Linked DNA regions of Zea mays: region 1 is linked to region 2. The links are chromatin contacts, called in public Hi-C maps. All regions are on one chromosome and are shown on one strand. The core of a region is the stretch at or near the end of the contact, and the rest is flanking DNA. Distances in the headings are between cores, read along the strand shown.

Evidence for each region. A called contact is a pair of places that touch in the nucleus more often than the background predicts.
Region 1: a Hi-C map of tassel shows a contact between it and region 2, with 2.4 times the contacts expected there. The contact joins the enhancer-like site here to the promoter of LOC103645193 in region 2. A contact is called at or near these places in 2 of 25 Hi-C or Micro-C datasets (ear and tassel).

The regions. Positions count from the first base shown.
Region 1 is chr1:202,059,362-202,066,510 of Zm-B73-REFERENCE-NAM-5.0, forward strand. No RefSeq gene overlaps it. Among protein-coding and RNA genes, the nearest start is that of LOC100286024, 31 kb to the right of the region's middle. Within about 2 kb of position 1,745, at least 17 of the 20 cell types and tissues checked have an H3K27ac peak or open chromatin away from gene starts, as enhancers often do. A contact at or near this core is called in ear and tassel, where this site is marked.
Region 2 is chr1:201,925,068-201,932,191 of Zm-B73-REFERENCE-NAM-5.0, forward strand. It overlaps LOC103645193, which reads left to right and starts at 2,361. Exons shown (of 5, transcript XM_023300874.1): 1 at 2,361-2,369; 2 at 2,564-2,743; 3 at 2,848-3,042; 4 at 6,436-6,678; 5 at 6,771-7,051. The coding sequence starts at 2,361. The coding sequence ends at 6,914. It overlaps LOC109943721 (a long non-coding RNA gene), which reads right to left and starts at 2,004. Exons shown (of 2, transcript XR_002266805.1): 1 at 1,729-2,004; 2 at 1,170-1,616.

The DNA of each region.
Region 1 (7,149 bases), core at 495-2,994, 130 kb after region 2:
GTAGAACACATTACAGACAGGTTGATACATTATACTTTCGAGAGTCTTCGGAATCACCCCAAGGACTAGACCGCACAATACTTCATATGCTCCGTTCTTCGAATGAGTCCCTAGAAATAGATGGTATTGTTGGGGATTTGGAGTTAGCCTAAACCCCCGTTCTACGTACAACACTGGACACCGTACCTCGCGTTCAGTTGGCTAACACAACTGCAGCATGTCTTCATCACATAGACATGTATGTATTCATCATAGAGAATAGCTGACAGATAGAAAAACATTTAATATTCAACAATAAAATACCATTTGTATAAATTCCAGTAGTTTGTTAGAGATGCTACATAAACAGGTATGTGAAATACATGAACTTGAGCATGTCTTCATAACAGAGACAGAAATAATTCAATTCAGACTGTAGACTACAGTTTGAACTGCACCATTAGATCAAACACAAATCTGCTGGAGCTTCTGTGATCCAATCATATCACATGCTCAATGATTTAGCACACATTCTGAAATATATTGAAGTGTTTCAGTCAGCGATCTTAACTCTGCATTATTCCAAACTCAAACAGGACCAATGCAAACCTTCAACCAGGCAGGAGACAATAACATTATTTTGGACCCCACATAAACAAACATCCCAACAAGTGTTTTTCCCTCACCAAATCGACACAATCTAACAATTCCAGAAACTGAGCGTCCAACAAAATTTAACATAAGTGAACTTACAACTTAGTTCTCCAGCTAAACAGTTAAGGAATTCTCATTTACAAGTTTACAACATTTGATGAGATCCGATGCACCCGCGCGCTACTCCGTTCATCGGCCCCGATCTAGTTTAGTCTCGGCATTTCACACTGCACGAATGCAAAGTAAAAACTAAGGGGGTGTTTGGTTTAAGGAATCACTCCATCCAAATTAAGGGGATGCATCATGGATTCATTTCTCAAATTTGGTGGGATTACCCTATTCCTCATATTAGTACTAACAAACTAACTATAAGGAATGAGGTGGTGATGGATAAACTCATTCCATTTCACAAACAAACAAACATATTGAGGAGTGAGAAGATGATGGACTAGGTCATTACTCAAACCAAACACCCCATAAGTGCAGGGACCAATCCCATCACAACCAGAAACCCCCCATGCATTACACTCTTTATAAACTCAAATTCCACAAATTCTACGACCTCTGAACCCACAGGGAGGCGACTACGATTACGCACATGAAATCTCGGCTCAAGTCGCACATCTCACAGCCACGGCCCTGCACCACACCGCCATGGCGCCATCTAACGAACCCACACTATGCGGAGCCGAAGCTAAATCCTAGCCCGAAACCCCGAGCAAAGAATCCCGAAAAGGCAGGAACGTAACACCAATGGGTAGAGACGTAGAGACGAGGAAGGGAAGGGGCGGGCAGGCGTCATCTCCTCGAGCACACGGATGGTGGTGGCCTCGTTGGCACCCGTGATGCTGACGCAAGTGTCGATCACCTCCTACGACGGGCGCGCCATGGCTGGAGGCGACCTTGGGGGTCGCGGCGATGCAACGACGAGGAGGGTGGGGAGACAGGGGACCGGGGCGGAGAGGCGGAGAGGAGTCGCGAAGAAGCGGACTCGTGCGTGTCGACTCGAGTGGTGGCGAATATGGTGCTTTCTTATTTACTCTACTGCTCCCCTCTCGCGGGCCGTGGGCCGCAAGCCGCCATCGGTGGGCCGCGCGAGAACGACAAACGGTGGAAATGACACTGGTGCCCTCATGAACGCCTGCGTGCTTCCGCGCTGGATCCGATAGATAGGTGGAACGTGGGGGCATGAGCGTAAAACACCATTAACAAACGCTTTTCTATCTTGTGAAACAAGGATGCCGCGGTCACAGAAGATGAGAAGAGGAGTAAGGAACAGCGTCGATTGTGTTGAGAACTATGTTACCATGTATCACCAGATTCGCTCCCTTCTCTCCCGTCAGCAGTAGAGGCGCGAGAAGTTGTAGAAGACCCGTCTCCCTTCCCATAAACACGACAGAGGAAACACACAAGACACTGGATATAAGGTTGGGCCTCTGGCCTCTTTCTGATCTCTGTCTTATGATGGGGGTGTACATGTTCCTTATATAGAGATGTGAGACCCCTCAGGGGCAAAGTCGGTATTTGTCGGTGTTTTGGGTCCGACCGCACACCCGGGGTTGCCCCTCAAAGTGTTTTCTAGGAGTAGGACGGTGTCAACGACTGTAGCAAAATGGTTCGTGCCGATCGCACGAGAGATAGTGGACAAGATTTACAGGTTCGGGCCGCTTAGAGATGCGTAACACCCTACGTCCTGATGAGAATTCGGATGTGATTACAAGAGGACTCTCTGGGTTGAAGGCACAGAGAGTTTACGTGGGTGGCTAAGTAATATAGGGTCGATCGATCTGAAGGGGTGCCCCCTAGGCCTTATATACTCGACCGTGGGGCAGTACACGTGGGTAAGATGACAACAAGTAGCTAAAAGATAGTGAACCTCTTGAGATTATCCCTACGTAACCCTTGCCGACTTATCCTCGCATGGCTCTGTTGCATGGGGGCTTCAGCGCGGGAAAGTCGGGTCTCTGTTGCGATTTACTCGCCCGACGTTGTGGGCCGTCCGGGTTTGCACCAATCCGGTCTCACGTCTTCTCTTCTTTATCGGCTGTCTTTCCCTAGGCCCACGAAAGAATGACCTTACGAATTATTGGGCCCTTGGGCCTTTCGTGAGGCCTTTTACTTCTTTAGTGGACCCAGGGGATATCTATCCCCCACAATCCCCCGATCTTTGGGTTGATTTAGAGGTAATCAACTCAAAGATCCAAGGTCCAAAAATGACTCCCTGCTGTTTTCTCTTGCTCTGATCACTTGCTCGACTAAAGTTTAATTTTGTGCATGTGCCTTAGAAATCAGCATTTTGGATTGTAAGATTCTGGACTTCATTGGGTGCACCGGAGGTGCACCCAATGGGTGTAGCCCCCGACCTTTGAGTAGATTTTAGAAGATAATCTACTCAAAGGTCTTCTCCGAAGATTATCTCCATTCGCGCTCCTGCATCTCAGTTGAGGATTGATCTTTCCAATCTTGTTCTACGCCTTAGAGGTCGGCACTATATTGATTTAGAATGATAATCCATGGGGTGCACCGAAGGTGCACCCAATGGGTGTAGCCCCCGACCTTCAAGTGGATTTTTGAGGATAATCCACTCGAAGGTCTTCCTTCTGTGTCCTTTTGCTGAAAATTATCCTTTCTGCTTGTAAAAAGTTGGCATGATGTCATCCGCGCTATGTCATCAATATTATGCTTCAGAGGTCAGCATGTATTTTGTCTTTTGCAGCCGAGTTCGCAATCCATCCATATCTCGCTAGGTAGTGTAATTTATTTGCTCTGTGACTGATTGGACATTTGATGGACGTTCTCTGTCTAGCCTTCAAGTCATTTCTGTCGACCATATTTTGCACTCTACTGGCTATATTTGGCTTCCCTCTAACTCTTGTTGATATCTCATTTTTGTCTTGAGGTATTCACTGCGTGCCCTGCACGGATGTGACCGTTTTTGAAAAATATACTGATAATTCCTGGGCGTCCCCCCCCAATGGGTGTGGGCAAGGGACGGCTTGGTACGCTGAGTGTTTTAGCCGGTTGCCTCTGAGTAGTAATGCGATGGGACGGCTAGTGTAATCATATCCTTTACACTGTTGACTGGAGTCCCAATGGGTGTAGTGATGCATGAAACGGCGTCCGCTGTCTGACGTGTCTTCAGATGGGTGGGAGTGCTTATTGAATGCTTTGCGACTGTTCAGTGACCGCGGTTGGAAGTGAGCGGTTGCTTTCCCCTCTATAAATAACGCCTTTGCTTCTCTGGTTTTTTCACATCTCTTCGCCGTTACTTACTGCCTTCTTCTCCTCCCTTCTGTCTGCTTCCACCATGGGCAAGGGCACCAAGCGCAAGCGCGAGCCGACTCCTCCGTCGGACGAGTTCGGTGACTCGGAATACTCAGAGGAGGAGTTCTCCTCTGAGTCCGAGGGATCCCCGGCCCCCGTCTCTCCCCCGGCGTCGTCTGATGATTCAGACGATTCCCAGGGGATTGCCGCGGAGGTCTGGTCGTACATCCGGGCCGTCGAGCGCTCCGGGCTCGAAGGCTCGGATGAGTCGGAGTACTCCTCGGATGAGGAGGACTCGGACGGCGGCGACGAGGGTGAAGGCGACGACGACGACGACGACGACGACGGCGACGGTGACGGCAGCGGCAGTGGCAGGGGCGGCGGCGACGGCAGCAGGGACAGCACCAAGGGTGGCAGCAGCAAGGGCAGCACCAAGGGCGGCGGCGGCGGCAGGGGCAGGGCCAGTGGCTAGACGCCACTGGTCTTCTTAAATGTTAGTATAGTTTAGTATAGTTAGAATAATGTAGTAGTAATTAGTGTAGTTTAGTAGTAGTAATAATGTAGAGTAGAAGTAGGGAAGTACCAACTCGTGAAGAGTTGGTTTGTAAACTCGTTAACTTCCCTTTTAATGAAGAACTATCGTTGATCCCCCCTTTTCGATGACTTGTCGTTGCTTTTCCTGAATGTTGAACCGATTCTTTTAATGTAGTAGAAACAACGCCGAGCGATGTGTAGGTCGTCATCAGTGTTTTAGAAGTAACACCAGGCAATCGAACACAAGATCCGCGTTTTTAGAGGCAATGCCGAATGATTGAAGGTCGGCGTCGGTATTTTAGAAGTAATACCGAGCGACTGAACACGTGGTCGGCGTTTTAGAGGCAACGCCGAGTGAGTGAAGGTCGGCATCGGCATTTTAGAAGTAATGCCGAGCGATTGAACACGTGGTCGGCGTTTTAGAGGTAACGCCGAGTGATTGAAGGTCGGCATCGGCATTTTAGAAGTAATGCCAAGCGATTGAAGGTCGGCATCGGCATTTTAGAAGTAATGCCGAGCGATTGAACACGTGGTCGGCATTTTAGAGGTAACGCCGAGTGATTGAAGGTCGGCATCGGCATTTTAGAAGTAATGCCGAGCGATTGAAGGTCAGCATCGGCATTTTAGAAGTAATGCCGAGCGATTGAACACGTGGTCGGCGTTTTAGAGGTAACGCCGAGTGATTGAAGGTCGGCATCGGCATTTTAGAAGTAATGCCGAGCGATTGAAGGTCAGCATCGGCATTTTAGAAGTAATGCCGAGCGATTGAACACGTGGTCGGCATTTTAGAGGTAACGCCGAGTGATAGCCAGCTTTACAAGTTATTTTGAGGAAAATAACCGAGTGATGAGGTGGCACGTCGGCTCTCTTGGAAATAACTGTCAGATATCCACGTGGCATGCTGGAATTTCGGAGATGACCGCCGGGTGATGACTGGGCACTTTTTAAAAGGGTATCTGGCTCAAGAATATCCCTTAAGAGTCGCACTTTTAGCCGCCTTTGCTTTCCGTGCCCTAGTTCTTGCATTTCCGCATCTGAATCTTCGCTGCCACTCGCCTCCTACTCTATTTCGCCAGTGAGAAGCAAGATGGCGCCCAAGAGGAAAACTGCGAGCTCGTCTGCTGCGGTGATCCCCCCAATCGACCCCAACAGTCAGTTACCTTTCGCAGGTAACCACATGTCTGTAATTTCCGAAGATGAGCTTCTCCGTCTTGTCTCCATCGGGGTTCTCCCTCCGTGGGAACTCTGTTCTTGGCGAGTTTGCCACGGGACTACTGTCCCAACCGAAGATACCCACGAATCAGTAGTTTACGCTCCTTTCCTTCTCCGCGGCCTCGGCCTTCCAATCTCTCCTTTTTTCCGTGGCCTTCTTGACTTTTATCATATCAACTTGACCCATTTGAACCCTAATTCTATTCTCCAAATCTCCATCTTCGTCCACCTATGCGAAGCCTACCTCGGTGTGCTGCCGCATTTTGGTTTGTGGAAGTATCTGTACCATTGTCGCCCTGGGATGGCCGGGGGGCAACATCAGCTGGTTGGAGGTGCTAGTTTGGAAATGCGCCGTGGACGGAAGACCGAGTATCTCGAGATACCCCTCAAGGACAGCATTAAAGGTTGGCGTCTGGAGTGGTTTATAATTGATAATTATGGAAATTCTCTCCCTCCCCGCTCAGGAAGACAGCCAGACGTTCGTACTCTGAGTTGGACTGAGTCTCCCACAGATCAAGAAGTGGCCGAGGCAAGCGTGTTGCTTACTGAAGTCGGATTACTGAAAGAGAGAGGTCTGACTGCCGAAGCTGTGGTCACAGATTTCGTTTTCAAAAACATTCAGCCGCTGAAAGACAGGGCCTATCCGGCATATCTTTACCGAGGGCTGGCCGACTCAACCCGAGTTACCAATAGGAGAATTCCTTCTGTTGATTTGGTAAGCCGACTTGAAATGATCCTCAGAGGTAAAGTTTCGAATATTGGTGCTCCAGTGGCATACTCGGCTTGGAACCTGCCTCCTCCCAAAGATTTCACCCTTTTTGTGTCAAATCCGCCTGTGACTGACAGCAAGTTGGGCCTTAGAGTGCGACCCTCTGCTGAGGAAGTCAATTCTTTGGTTGCTTCGCTCGGGGCGATTCCTGATGATGAACGGCAGGTTTATTTTGAAGTGCCTCTGAATCCCAGTGATGCTGACATAAATGATATGCTTGATCTATTAGCTGAGGATTCGTCCGATGCTGCTCCTGTTGGTACCTTGGCAGTGGTGCCCCTTCCAGAGGTTGATACAACTTTGGATGCCTCAAAAACTGTCATCACTCGTCCGAGGCGCCCTAGCCGAGCTAGTCGTCCCGAGCCTTCTGCTGATGAGCAAAAGAAAAAGAGAAGACGCCTCCGGCGAGTATCCAGTTTTGATGAGGACGCCGGCATTTTAGCTCCTGCTGCTGAAGAAGTGCCTGTTATCGGTCTTACTGATACTGATCCCAATGGGTGTGCCCAAACTGTCGTTGATCCCAATGGGTGTGCTGCTTGTGTTGCCGCTGTAGAGGATGAAGAGGAAGAAGATGAAATTCCTTTAACTCGGAAAAACAGTCAGCAATTCATTGCTAGCGGTGGAAGTAGTGGAGTTCCTTCTCCTGCTTTGTCTGCCCTTATTGGCTTGCAAGAGCTGTCCATGGCCGACTTTGATAAAACTCTAGAGGATATGGTCCCAGAAGACTTGCTATCGGA
Region 2 (7,124 bases), core at 1,111-3,610:
TGTCTTTCTGGCCCATGGGCGGAGCTCTTCTACTTTTATCGGCCCTCGTTTGTTGCCGTGGCCCATTACGGGAGTTCGGATCTGGCCCGTCAGGAACCTCTTTTGATTTGTCAACGAACCACCTTTCAGTAACAGATCTCTAGTTATGATAGAACGCCTTCTTACCATGGGTAAGGCAATTTGTTTTGTTTTTTTTTTTTTGGTCATTTGTTTGGAACCTTTCAGTAACTGATCTCTGGTATAGCTTCCGGTGGCTCTAGCTCCTCCAAAACACTGTACCAGTACCGTTTACTGCAGTAGCGTGGAGCTTTTCAAGTTCGGAGACCAAAAAAAAAGATGAACTACACGAGTGGCAAACCAACAATTTCAGATTCACCAGTTTCGGCTTCCTTTTGGTTGGGTTAGAGCCCGAACCCGAACCATTATATGGGCCGGGTATATGTATTTCCGTCGGAGTCTGTCGTGTTGAATCGATTGCTTTATATATACATCAAAATAAACGCATTTATATAATAAGTGATCTCTTCATAAGTTAATTATATATATTTATCATTAATTATTACATTACATGTAAATTTAACGGGTCCCCGTTTATTCGTTGAGGAAGAATTTCACCGTTTACATCTATGTGGGGAAGAAACTTCCACGTCTACATCTTTTAATGGAGGAATTCCTCACGAGGAATCGGGGATTGGATTCCCATTGACATCTCTAGTCGAGTCTAATTAACATACCAGCGTCTCCCAGCAGACTCCGGAACACAGATCCACCCAGACGTTTGTAGTGTGCTACTTAGGGTTCGATATCGAGCCAACTCGGCTCAGCTCGTCCGAGTTCGAGCTGGCCCGTTAAGCTAACGAATTGGCTTGGCTCGACTCATTAAGCCGACGAGCCACATAGTCAGCTCGGCTCGTTTATGAGCTCAATCTAACTCGTTTAGCTCGACAGTCAGAGCAAAACGAACAATATATATAATGATCAATTTATAGTTAATTCGAAACTAATTTAACAATAGAAATAATAATTATACACATAGTTTCACAGACCACGTCAATGTAACACCAAATGAACATAACTCATCAATTCACAATTCACACACATATTCATCGGTTTAACCATAGTTATATTCACATAGACTAATTTAACATATAGTCATAGTTTATCAATCATTAGTTTAACTCATATGACATATACACCATACATAAATATAATATGTTCATCAATTATTACATAAATGATATACATATAGTTTTATTTTGTTGAAACATATTAGCTCGTTTAGCTTGCGAGTTGGCTCGTTAACAAACCGAACTAGAATGTCATCTCAGCTCGTAAAAAAATTCAAACGAACTGATATAACTGACCACGAACCGAAGTAGCAGACGAGCTATGAACATCTCGTCAAGCCGTAGTTGTCAGCCGAACGCGCGTGCCCTGTTGTTTGTTCGTTTGCTTTCCGACGCGCCGCACATGCTGGGACGCGTATAGACGTAGCGTTTATTCGCCAGGGGCAGAGCGTTTACCTTGGACCGCTGACTCTTCCTCCTCGGCTCCTCCAACAAAAACAAAACGTAAAGGAGAGCGCACGGGGGGAAGAAAAGTATTGCCGCGCGCACCTGCATTGCCGCGCGCACGTCACTGGCGGGGGCGGACAGGTAAAGCGCAACAGCCGATGGAGGAAGGGCCGACGACCGTGAGCGACGAAAAGAACAAAGAGGAATGACCTACCTGCCCGGGCACAGGCACAGCAACCCCCTCCTCTGTGCTCTCCTCACCCGACGCGGGAGAGGCTGCTGCTGCAGTGCTGCACACGCGACACGCCTCGCCACCTACCCCGCTGCAGTGTAGGGCTACCGAGGGGTCCGAGACCTTCACCTTCAGGTTTTCGTTGCAGCAGCTAGCAGGGCGTGCGCTGAAGAAGAAACAGCAGACTGGCCTGGTGTGGTGTACTGGTGTGCTCAACAAAATGCGCAATCGAAGGCACGCACGACACGACCAGGCCGGCCTTTGTTTTCTAGCTAATGACGACCCTTACGTACATTTATTAATAATCCGTCGTTGAATACACGAGCCATTGGTGTGTCGGTGCAGTCACGGCCCCAGTGACGGCCGACGACGGCGACGCCGCAGCGGCACCGAAAAGCACACACATCGATTATACTACTGCTAGCGGCCGGTCAGAGCCGCCGGCGAGTTCTCTTTGCGTCGCGTGCTTCGACCGGTTACGGTTATCTTATTATGCATGCGCTGGCCGGGCTGGGCTTGAGAAGAAGCTTCCGTCCCAGTCCCAGTCCCAGTCCCAGTCCCAGTCCCAGAGAGCTAGGCTCCGCGGTCGCCTCATCGAGTCGTCGGCACCCCCCATGCATGCTGCACACATGAGTTCACCCTGTGAGTTTTAAGTTGGTATATCTTGCCTCTTTTGTGATAGATCGAGGTGGAGAGTACCGTTTCGGTTTAGTCTCTGTTGTGTTCCTCAGCTAAATTTGAGTGCGTGCTCATCGGTCATCACCCAAAATATCCGGCAAAATAATTAGCACGTCTTTGACGAGCTTTAGTTTTCTAGAGATTTGCCTGTGCTCAAGGGTTAATTCTCCGAAAGAAAATTCTGGATTCCATTCACCACGCCCACGCTCCTCTTCTGGCCGTGTTCTCGGTCCTTCACACGCCCAGCACACACTATACTGGAACCAGATCCGCTGCCTTACGGCAGCCTGCCGTGCGCTCGTCGATCTTCAAACCAACGGTGATCTGCTGTCCTCTCCCTCAGTAGTGTATGGAGCGGCCCAACAGAGTAATTCTGGCCCACTTCTTTTCTTCGTTTCTTATTTCTTTCATCTAGGAACACAGCGCAACGGAGGAAAAAGCAGCGGGAAAGGCTGCCTGTTTTGGCGCCAGATACAGAGAGACAGTGACAAAAGGAACCAACGGACAGGGCAAAAAGCACCAAATACAGAGAGACAGCGACGAAGGAAACCAACCAACAGACAAGGCAAAAAGCTGAGAAGCAAAGATGGAGGAAGATGCGACCAACGGATCAAACATGTGAGATGCACCACTTTATTTTTATTCCTAATATCATGGTCCATTTGTTCCTTTCTTTTAAATTTTAGTTGTCTTTTTTAGGGAGAATGTGTTGCCCTGTTTGATTCCTCGTATTGGAATGAAATTCAGAAACCCAGATGAGGGCTGGAGATTTTGGTTAGCGTATAGTGGTCAAAAAGGTTTTGATGTTAGAAAAAGGTACTCAAATACAAGTAAGATTGATGGAAACGTCACGTCATGTAGATTTGTTTGTGCTAATCAAGGTCATCGAGGGAAAGATAAAAAGGGGTATGAAGTAAAGTGTCATCGAGCTGAAACTAGAACGGATTGTGAAGTGCGTATGGGACTTGTAAAAGATAAAGAGTTTGGTGGATACAAAGTTTATGATTTGAATTTAGAACACAACCATAACCTTCACTTGCCAGAAACATTCCACTTGATGGTGTCACAAAGGAAAATTTCAGATTTGCAAGCTTTTGAAATTGAAACAGCTGATGACTCGGGAATAGGACCAAAAGCATCACATGAATTAGCATGTCGCCAAGTGGGTGGGCCGCTTAATTTGAGTTACACCATTCGTGACCATAAAAACTATTTGCGTGGCAAGCGACAACGAGAGATGGTATATGGTCAAGCTGGAAGCATGCTCAAATATTTCCAGGATAAAATGACAGAGAATCCGGCGTTCCAATATGCGACACAAATGGATGCTGAAGAGAAGATTGCAAATATATTTTGGGCTGATGCTAGAATGATTGCCGATTATATACACTTTGGTGACATTGTTTCGTTTGACACTACATTTGGGACGAATAGAGAGAGCCGGCCTTTCGGTGTCTTTGTTGGATTCAATCAGTTTAGACAAACTATAGTTTTTGGTGCTGCTCTAATGTATGATGAAACATTTGAGTCTTTCAAATGGCTATTTGAGACTTTTCTACAAGCACATAGTGGAAAGCAACCCAAAACAATCTACACAGACCAAGATTATGCAATGGGAAAGGCGATTGAGCAAGTGTTTCAAGAGACATGGCATGGATTGTGCAGCTTTCACATAATGCAGAATGCTATAAAACATTTGCTTTCACCTTGTTGCAACCGGGAGCCTCGGTGAAGATGTAGTCCTTGACGAGGAGTACATAGTAATCGGTAATCCTTTTGTCGGGGACCATAATTAGGGGTACCCTCAAGACGCCTAATTCTCAGCTGGTAACCCCCATCAGCATAAAGCTGCAAAGGCCTGATGGGTACGATTAAGTCAGGGATCAGTCCACACGAGTGACTCGATCGCGCTTCACCCGAGCCTAGCCTCGGCCAAGGGCAGCCGACCTCGAGAGACTTCCGTCTCGCCCGAGGCCCCCTTTTTATGGCGGACACATCACCGGCTCGCCCGAGGCCTTGGCTTCGCTCAGAAGCAACCTTGACTAAATCGCCACACCGACTGACCAAATTGCAGGGGCATTTAACGCAAAGGTGGCCTGACACCTTTATCCTGACACGCGCCCCCGGCAGAGCCGAAGTGACCACCGTCACTCCACCGCTCCACTGGCCAGTCTGACAGAAAGACAGCGCCGCCTGCGCCACCCCGACTGCAGCGCCACTCGACAGAGTGAGTTTGACAGGCAGTCAGGCCTTGCCAAAGGCGCCACGGCGAACTCCGCTCCGCCCGACCCCAGGGCTCGGACTCGGGCTAAGACCCGGAAGACGGCGAACTCCGCTCCGCCCGACCCCAGGGCTCGGACTCGGGCTAAGACCCGGAAGACGGCGAACTCCGCTCCGCCCGACCCCAGGGCTCGGACTCGGGCTAAGACCCGGAAGACGGCGAACTCCGCTCCGCCCGACCCCAGGGCTCGGACTCGGGCTAAGACCCGGAAGACGGCGAACTCCGCTCCGCTCGACCCCAGGGCTCGGACTCGGGCTAAGACCCGGAAGACGGCGAACTCCGCTCCGCCCGACCCCAGGGCTCGGACTCGGGCTAAGACCCGGAAGACGGCGAACTCCGCTCCGCCCGACCCCAGGGCTCGGACTCGGGCTAAGACCCGGAAGACGGCGAACTCCGCTCCGCCCGACCCCAGGGCTCGGACTCGGGCTAAGACCCGGAAGACGGCGAACTCCGCTCCGCCCGACCCCAGGGCTCGGACTCGGGCTAAGACCCGGAAGACGGCGAACTCCGCTCCGCCCGACCCCAGGGCTCGGACTCGGGCTAACACCCGGAAGACGACGAAACTCCGCTTCGCCCGACCCCAGGGCTCGGACTCCGCCCCGGCCTCGGCCGAACGACTTCCGCCTTGCCCGACCCCTTGGCTCGGGCTCGGCCACGGCAACGGAAGGCAGACTCGACCTCGGCTTCGGAGGAACCCCCACGTCGCCCTACCTAGGGCACAGACCGCCACGTCAACGGGAAGCGCCATCATCATCCTACCCCGAATCGACTCGGGTCACGGAGGACAAGACCGGCGTCCCGTCCGGCCAGCTCCGCCGGAGGGGCAATGATGGCGCTCCACAAGCTCTATGACGACGGCGGCCCCCAGCTCTCTTACGGAAGCAGGACGACGTCAGCAGGGACTCGACCGCTCCAACAGTTGTCCCTCCGCCAGGCTCCGCCGCACCTCCGACAGCCACGACATCACGCCAGTAGGGTGCCCAGATCTTTCCGGCTGCCACATTGGCATGTACCTAGGGCGCTAGCTCTCCCTCCGCTAGACACGTAGCACTCTGCTACACCCCCCATTGTACACCTAGATCCTCTCCTTACGACTATAAAAGGGAGGACCAGGGCCTTCTCAAAAAAGGTTGGCCACGCGGGACCGAGGACGGGACAGGCGCTCTCTTGGGGCCGCTCGCTTCCCTCACCCGCGTGGACGCTTGTAACCCCCCTACTGCAAGCGCACCCGACCTGGGCGCGGGACGAACACGAAGGCCGCGGGACTTCCACCTCTCTCACACTCGACTCCGGCCACCTCGCCTCTCCCCCCTTCGCGCTCGCCCACGCGCTCGACCCATCTGGGCTGGGGCACGCAGCACACTCACTCGTCGGCTTAGGGACCCCCCTGTCTCGAAACGCCGACACCTTTGGACCAAACAGCAATATGTAGTTGCAACTTATTTAATAGAATTGGTATAATATGTGCTCATGCTTTGAAAGTTCTTGATTTAATGAATATCAAGTCATTGCCTACACAATATTATATATTGAAACGGTGGACACGACAAGCACGAAGTGGCACTGTACAGGACAAGAATGGTAGAATTGTAATTGAGAATCCAAAGTTTGATGCAATGCGCCGTTACAGATATTTTTCTCAAAAACTTCTCAATTTGGCACAACGAGCAGCCTACTATCCAGAGTGCACCTCACTGATGGACAACACAATTGATCTTCTTGGTCAACAGATTGAAGACAAAATTAATATATGCATTGGTCCTTCTAATGCTGAAAAGAATGCAACTCAGGTTGATATTGTTGTACCAAATGATACATTGAGTAATGCACAATTAAAGAAAAAAGAGGTCCGCATAAGAAGTTCAAAGAGACAAAAATTTGGGTGGGAAGGAAAGCACAAGGGGAGGAAAAAAGGACAAAGCAAAAATATATTGCATGTACAAGCACCGAAGGTATATCAAAATTCTGAACAAGTGAGTTCCATGTATATCTGATTTTTTAGCATGTCATTCAGTATTTTAGTTCCATGTATATCTGATTTTTTTTATTATTTGTTTCTTGCAAGGCACAAGAGGTAAAGGAAACAAGCAATCCAGCAAGTATTGACATTCAGTTCCATAAAGAATATAACACCATCAATTCTTTCACTCAACTGTTGACTGGAGCAAGCAGTGATGATCTAAAAACTGAAAATTTCTTTGAGCTGTGAAGCAAGTCAATGCTATTTTGTAGTTTATTGTTGTATCTTGTTATTGCTAACTGCAAGGTAGATGGAGTGTTCAGTGAAAACAATATCAAGTGGATCAATACTTGTATTCACTTTCTTTCATATCCAGTTTAAACAATCTTAATCGCTATGAATTTTTGCTCTCTGCACTCTGTTTTATTGGTGCTGTGCTGATGGTGGTGTAGCCTACGG